2 separate regions of the Canis lupus genome follow, and region 1 is linked to region 2. Evidence: chromatin contacts called from public Hi-C data. All regions are on one chromosome and are shown on one strand. Each heading gives the region's core, a stretch centred on a gene start, on an enhancer-like site or on the middle of the called end of the contact. The rest is flanking DNA. Distances are from core to core; before and after follow the strand shown. Region 1 has its middle 17 kb from the start of ADIPOQ. Region 2 holds the start of EIF4A2 (eukaryotic initiation factor 4A-II).

Region 1 (3,303 bases), core at 145-2,644, 40 kb after region 2:
TGGATGAAAAACTGATGCTTGTGACCCACTGGGCAAAATCCTGACTGTGCCAAATAATCACTGACTGGTTGAACCCTTCAAGGCATTTTCATCCCTAGAGAATGAAAAATTTTGACTAAGGCCTATTCTCTAAGGTTGTGCCTGATTTAAGAGCTCCTTTCCTGGGAGCTGCGGGGCTTCCAGAGTGAAAAAGATTTTGTCTTGCCACCGACTGGCCCAGGGTCTTATGGGAGACATAACCCCAAGGGCACAGAGTGGGATGGTATTGTATGCTAGAGCCCATGCCCTGGAAGGGACATCGTGGCAGGCACCTATGGGACCTCCCACAAAACACCTTCTGCACTCTGTCCTTGTCTTCTTTCTCTGTTCTGCCTTTCCCGAGTCCCTACCATTTTCCTTCTGGTTCTCTTTATTTTCTTTCTCCTTCTGCCCTACCCTAGAAGGGTGCTTTTTTTAAACTATGGGTTTTAAACCATTAGTAGGCCAAAAAAATCGACTCAGTATGTATAGGCCAGCATTAGAAAAAAATGAAATTAGGGATACTTGGGTGGCTCAGTCAGTTAAGTGTGTCTTCAGCTCAGGTCATGATCCCAGGGTTCTGGGATGGAGCCCTGCATCAGGCTCCCTGCTCAGTGGAGAGCCTGCTTCACCTTCTCCCTCTGCCACTATGTCCTGCTTGTGCTCTCTCTCTCTGTGAAATAAAATCTTTAAGAAAACTTTTTTATTGCAATTACACAATTCAAACTCTTAAGGGCATCACTCGTAAGGAGGGTAATATGCTTTTTTAAATTTAATTTCATTTTTAGTTTAATTAAAAAAATTTTAATTCCAGTGTAGTTAACATACAGTGCTTTATTAGTCTCAAGGGTACAATACAGTAATCCAACAGCTGTAGACATTATTCAGCGCTAATCAAGACAAGCTCACTCCTATCTCTGAGGATAATGTTCTGTGTAAAACCTGTTTTAATATGTATCCCTGTGTTTGCCTATACACTGGGTCAAGATGTAAACTTTCTATCTTAAGACATTAGGAAAACATTGCCCTAAAGTGGAGGCCTCCTCTCTTACCTGTGGAATTGCCAGGAAGGCCACAAGCACTTGACAGTCGCCAGCAGGGAGGTGGCATCCGGGGACTGTCAGCGCTGGGAGGATCATCTCTCTCCAGGCTTAGGCAGATCCTTCCTGAAGGCAGGGAATGGCCCAGATGACCCCGAAATGCTGCAGTCTACCCGTGGCCGAGTGTGTGAGGTCCTCTGCGCCAGCCCTGTGCCTGGCTGAGGGTCCCCGTCCCCTCCCGCTGGGCCCACAGGAGAGGGGAAAGCAGCCACCAGTGCCTGGTCATCATTTTGCCCCAGGTGCCACTTACCTGTGGAGTGGCTGGGACCGGCTGTCAGGTCTCTCAGGTGCAGCATCGTCCCCCAGCCTGGGGGACGGCCCCACGCCTGGCTTTGCAGCGGGTGGCCCTGGGGTCCCCGGCCCACGCCCACCCCCACGCCCACCCCTCGGCCTTGTGTGGGGCACTGAGGCCACGAAGCCCTTGTGTTCAGGTGTGATGAGGGCATGTGAGCGTGCCACTTGATGGGAGACGTTGGCAAACTAAATTAAAAAATAATAATAAAATAACTTTCTTTGTACCCCCCAAAACAAACAAACAAACAAACAAGAACGAGGAAAGAACAGTAAGAGGACTCGTCGGCCGCGGCTCCTCCGACTCTCCCTGGAGCCTCAGGACGCCCGGACCGAGCCAGCGTCCCGGGGCGGCCGCGAGGTGCGCGCGCAGGCGCGGTGCGGGCGCCTGAGGACGCGCGGGGCCCCTCCCCGGACCACGGCGCCGCCTCCGTCCCCGCGCAGGCCGCGGGGGCGCCGACGGCCCGGCCCACCCTGAGCGCCCTGCGGACCTGCACCCCGGCCGGCCGGGGGGAGCACCGGGACCGCCTGCCAGGGGCCTGCCCGCGGGGCCGCCGCCCCCCACGCCCCTGCGCGCCGCGGACGAGCGGGGAGCGGCTCCCCGTCCGGCTCTGGGCACACACGGCCGCCAGCTCCGGGGCTGCTCCCCACGCGCCTGCGCGAGCGCCGGGACCCGGGCGGGGGGTGGGGGCTGCTCCTCGCGCGCCTGCGCGAGCTCCGGGACCCGCGGCTGCTCCCCACGCGCCTGCGCGAGCGCCGGGACCCGGGCTGCTCCCCACGCGCCTGCGCGAGCGCCGAAAACCCCCGGGGCTGCTCCGCTAGTACCAGCGCCTGCGCGGGGACCTAGTGCGGACGCCCGCGAACCCCGGGACTGTTCACGCGCCTGCGCGAGCGCCAGGCCTGCGTACGGAGGCCGGAGGAGGCCACGCCCCTGCTGTGGTGCAGCCCGCCGCGGTGTCGCTGTGGGGCCGAGGCTATTCCGTTTCGGGGAGGGTTGGGGCCGTGTTGACCTATGAGAAATTTACGTTTAGGTTTTTTAGTTTTAAAATTAATTTTAGGGGCACCTGGGTGGCTCAGCGGTGGAGCATCTGCCTTCGGCTCAGGGCGTGATCCCGGGGTCCTGGGATCGAGTCCCGCATCGGGCTCCCCGCATGGAGCCTGCTTCTCCCTCTGCCTGTGTCTCTGCCTCTCTCTCTCTCTCGTGAATAAATAAATAAAATCTTAAGAAAAAAAACCACTTTGACCATTGACTAGCCATGTGCCCACTACAGAAATAGACCAACATTTTTAAAGCTTTTTAAAAGGAGAAAAAAAAAAAAAAAGAATGACTCTTCTCTGGGTCAAACGTTTGTCATCTTTCCATTTGTCTAGATGAGAAAGAATACAGCACAATGAGATAAAAAGGACCTAAACCTTTTGGGACCATTATTCTCCATGGTTTTATAATACAGCCTGTTGTCCCCGTGAGGTAACATGCTGTGACTGCTGTGACTGGGCTGAAGGCTGCGTGATTCTGTAAAGTTTGGTGTGTCCCAAATGCACATGAAACCCTCGCTGTGCATTATGCAATATTCAGAGAAAACAGAAATCGTCGAGATCAGCATTTTTTTCCAGATTTGTTTTTCAGAACCAGGAAGAGAATGCAAGAAATCAGCAATTTTCTCCTTCAATTTGCAATATAGGAAAAAAGAAAGCACGTAGCCAGAATTCCTACAGGAAGGAAACCTGCAAACTCTTATTAACCCCTTCATGTCCCCAACTGTTGGACTGCAGTACTCTTGTCTTTGTGGAATACCGCGTGGCCTGTGGGTTAGAAGCTGCTGCAACAGGGAGCAACAGTCCAGTGAGTCAAACAATGCATTTATTTCTGTCTCACGGAATAGTGCAGGATCGC
Region 2 (3,305 bases), core at 647-3,146:
TTTATTTATTTTTTTCATGAAAGACAGAGAGAGAGAGAGAGAGAGAGAGGCAGAGACACAGGCAGAGAGAGAAGCAGGCTCCCTGCAGGGGGCCGATGTGGGACTAGATCCTGGGACTCCAGGATCACACCCTGGGCCAAAGGCTCAACTGCTGAGCCAGCCAGGCGTCCCTGGATTTTTGATTAGAAAGATTTTTTACCTGGAAACCCCTTCAACTGTGACCTAAACCAGAATTTAGCCCTTATTTCCTTTTAAGAAATTCTGGAAATGTAACAGTAGTGCTAAACCTAAAGAAAACTCAACAATTTAGGTGTTGATTGATGACTGATTTCACCTTGTGATTGATTGGTTTCACCCTAAAGACTCCAGTGAGACTAAATGGTTGGTCATTTTTCTGATTTAGTATTTCCTTTGGTTTCTCAGATCCCTGGAGAGTTTTAGTAGGTTTATTGAGACAATAAAGATCTTTGACCTCCATTTGCAGAACATATCCCGCATTATCTCAAATCTGAATTTGAACATTATTACAGGGGGATTAATTAGGAGCAGCATCCCTAAACTGAGACCTACGCCTACTTTGTCATCTCGGTATTAGTTTTTCTCAGAGTTCTTGGCACAATAATTTTTTTTTTTGAAAGCAATGTATTTAGAATCAACCATCATACGCAGACGTAGAAAATTATGTCAGTTTTTCCAGGTAGCAGATCTTCGGTGGCCTTCTGAATTAACGAGAAAAATGTTTCCCTGATGATATCTCGCAGTGTGGGTAGTATTTTTAAAATGAAATGACTAAATGCATTGGGCCTACCCCAGGCCTGGGTCAGGGCTACAGTCGGAAACCTCCGCGGCTTCAAGAATCGTGCAGTTTATTTAAGCAGCAGGGGTTGTATCGCTCTCAATTTCCACTAAATCAACATGCATTCGGTATGAAGCAATTAAAGTTCAAAGCCTTTTGGGGGAAAAAAGAAAAGAGCAACATAGACCCGAATCAAAAAAAAAAAAAAAATCTATCTAGTCCCAAAGGGGGCACGGAGCTCTATCTGCCGGAAGCGTCCATTTAAATTCCTACGTTGTAAGGAAAACCAGTCCTTAGCTGTTAACCATTTGCAAAAGTTCAGGATGATTTTGTCGGGCATTCATTCCCCACGCGTTAGGGCGGTCAGCGTTATTTTTTAAGAGCGAGCGAGCGAGAGGAGACCGGGGGCAACCTGAGAGCAGCGTCGGCTGCCGCGGGGACCCCTGCAAAGGGCACTGCACGCTTTTGCCTCGCTTGGCACAGTGCCCTGCGGTGCGCCGGGGGCACCGGGCTTCGGGGACCTGCTCGGAGGCCGACATTTTCCCGAGCAGGAAGTTTTCACACTTTTAGGCTCTGGATGGGTGTTAAGCGCCCCGCCGAAGGCCAGGCGGCTCTTCCCCGGAGAATTAAGCCGCGGGGGGAGCCGGCGGGGCAGCCCCAGGTGCCCCCGTGCAGCGCGAGGCCGCGCCCCCGTCCCCGTCCCCGCCGCCGCCGCCGCCCCCACCCCCGGGCGCCGGACCGCAAGCTCGCCCCGCCGCCCGCGGGGAGAGGCCGGCCGCCGCGCACGCAGCCGCCCCGGGCTTCCGCCTCCCGGCCGCTCGCTCCCCCGGCCGCCTCTGCTTCGGGGCCGCGGAAACCCCGTAGGAGCGGGGCGGGCCGGGAGCGCGGTTTGGCCACCGCTTGCTGCAATATTCTTCCGCCGCGAGGCAAAGAGTCCCAGCCGCCCCCAAGGCCCCGGCATGTCCCGCGGCCCCGTAATATCGAGAAATAACCAAATTTGGGTTTTCCCACCCACTTGCTTGGGCTATTCTCCGAGGTAAGGACCCCAGGATCACAATTTGGTGGGCGACCGGAGAGCGACGAGAAAATTCCTCCGCGAGAAAACGGGTTCCGGCCGCGAGCCTATAAAAAACGGGTGGCGCGGCGCCGCTGTCTTTCCAGTCGGGCGCTGAGTGGCTCTTCGGATCATGTCTGGTGGCTCCGCGGACTATAACAGGTACGGCGCTGCCGCGGGGCCGGGGGTCGCGGCGGGTCGTGGCGGGTCGTGCGACGCCGGCGGAGGTGCTGGCGGTCGGCGAGCAGCCTGGGGGCTGCGGGTTCGCGGGCGTTTCCTGGAGGCTCAGCGCCTCTCTGCCCTTCGAGAAGCTTCCATGATGGGTAGGGCCTGGCCTGCGGGGAGACGAGGGTACAAAAACGGACTGGTTGGAGGGGCTTTTTTTTCCCCCCGTCCCCTCCCGAAGACGCCCTGGCATCCCGGGCGCGTCCCCCGCCCGCCGGCGCACGTTTTAGTTGAGCGGTGGCGCAGTCCGCAGTCGACACCGTGTAGCGGGGGGGGAGCTCTACCGGCGGCGGAAGGCGCGAGTTGCAGGCTCGGCTTTGGGCGGGGGGAGGGGACGGCGGCGCCCGCCCGCTCGCCGGCCGCGGCCTTGCGGGCGGATGGGGCCGCGCCGGCAACCGGGTCCCCGCGAACCGTTGGCACCGCTCTCGCCGGGCCGCGGCCCGCGTCAATCACCGCGGCTTGCGCAGTGTGAGGGGCGGAGCTCAGCGCGTGGAGCTCTCGCGAGACCGGCTGGCGCCGAGACGGGAGCGCCTGGCGCTCGGGCTGGGGGAAGGGCCGGCGGCCGTGGGCCTTTCCTGGGCGTCCCCTGTGGTCGGCCTTGGGGCGGGCGCGCACGGAACGTGACGGGCGCTGCGCCGCCGGCTCCCCGGACTGCAGGCGCGGGTGGTGCGCACGTGTGGGGAGAGTGGCCGGCCTAGCCTAGGCCGTCCCCGGGCCGTGCAGGTAAGAGGGCTGGGGAGAGGGACGTTCTCTAACTGCGGTGTTCTTGTCGGCAGAGAACATGGAGGCCCAGAGGGAATGGACCCCGATGGTGTCATCGAGGTAAGACCTCTGTGTTGGATTCTGGAACGTGGGCAAGGTGAGGTGTTCATCCGACTTACTCAGGCGTCCTTTTGTGTGTGATTTACAGAGCAACTGGAATGAGATTGTTGATAACTTTGACGATATGAATTTAAAGGAGTCTCTTCTTCGGGGCATCTATGCTTACGGTTTTGAGAAGCCTTCAGCTATTCAACAGAGAGCTATTATTCCTTGTATTAAAGGTAAACGAGCTAGCTAGCCCTTTTTGAAACATGCATTAACTGTTCTACATAACTGACCTGGACCATAAAAGGGAAAGTAACTTCTGGGGGAATAGCACCTGTTTGTATTCCTTAAAGTGAAATGATGGCAATCATCTTTCGGGACTGACCTGAAATGAAGAGAATACTCATTGCTGATCACTTGATT

Evidence for each region. A called contact is a pair of places that touch in the nucleus more often than the background predicts.
Region 1: a Hi-C map of blood shows a contact between it and region 2, with 6 times the contacts expected there. The contact joins the enhancer-like site here to the promoter of EIF4A2 in region 2. A contact is called at or near these places in 3 of 9 Hi-C or Micro-C datasets (amygdala and blood).

The regions. Positions count from the first base shown.
Region 1 is chr34:19,563,582-19,566,884 of UU_Cfam_GSD_1.0, forward strand. No RefSeq gene overlaps it. Among named protein-coding and RNA genes, the nearest start is that of ADIPOQ, 17 kb to the right of the region's middle. Within about 2 kb of position 1,395, at least 15 of the 20 cell types and tissues checked have an H3K27ac peak or open chromatin away from gene starts, as enhancers often do. A contact at or near this core is called in blood, where this site is marked.
Region 2 is chr34:19,523,439-19,526,743 of UU_Cfam_GSD_1.0, forward strand. EIF4A2 (eukaryotic initiation factor 4A-II) reads left to right here and starts at 1,897. Exons shown (of 12, transcript XR_005383853.1): 1 at 1,897-2,012; 2 at 2,852-2,897; 3 at 2,986-3,118. It overlaps LOC119867582 (a small nucleolar RNA gene), which reads left to right and starts at 3,233; the gene lies at 3,233-3,301.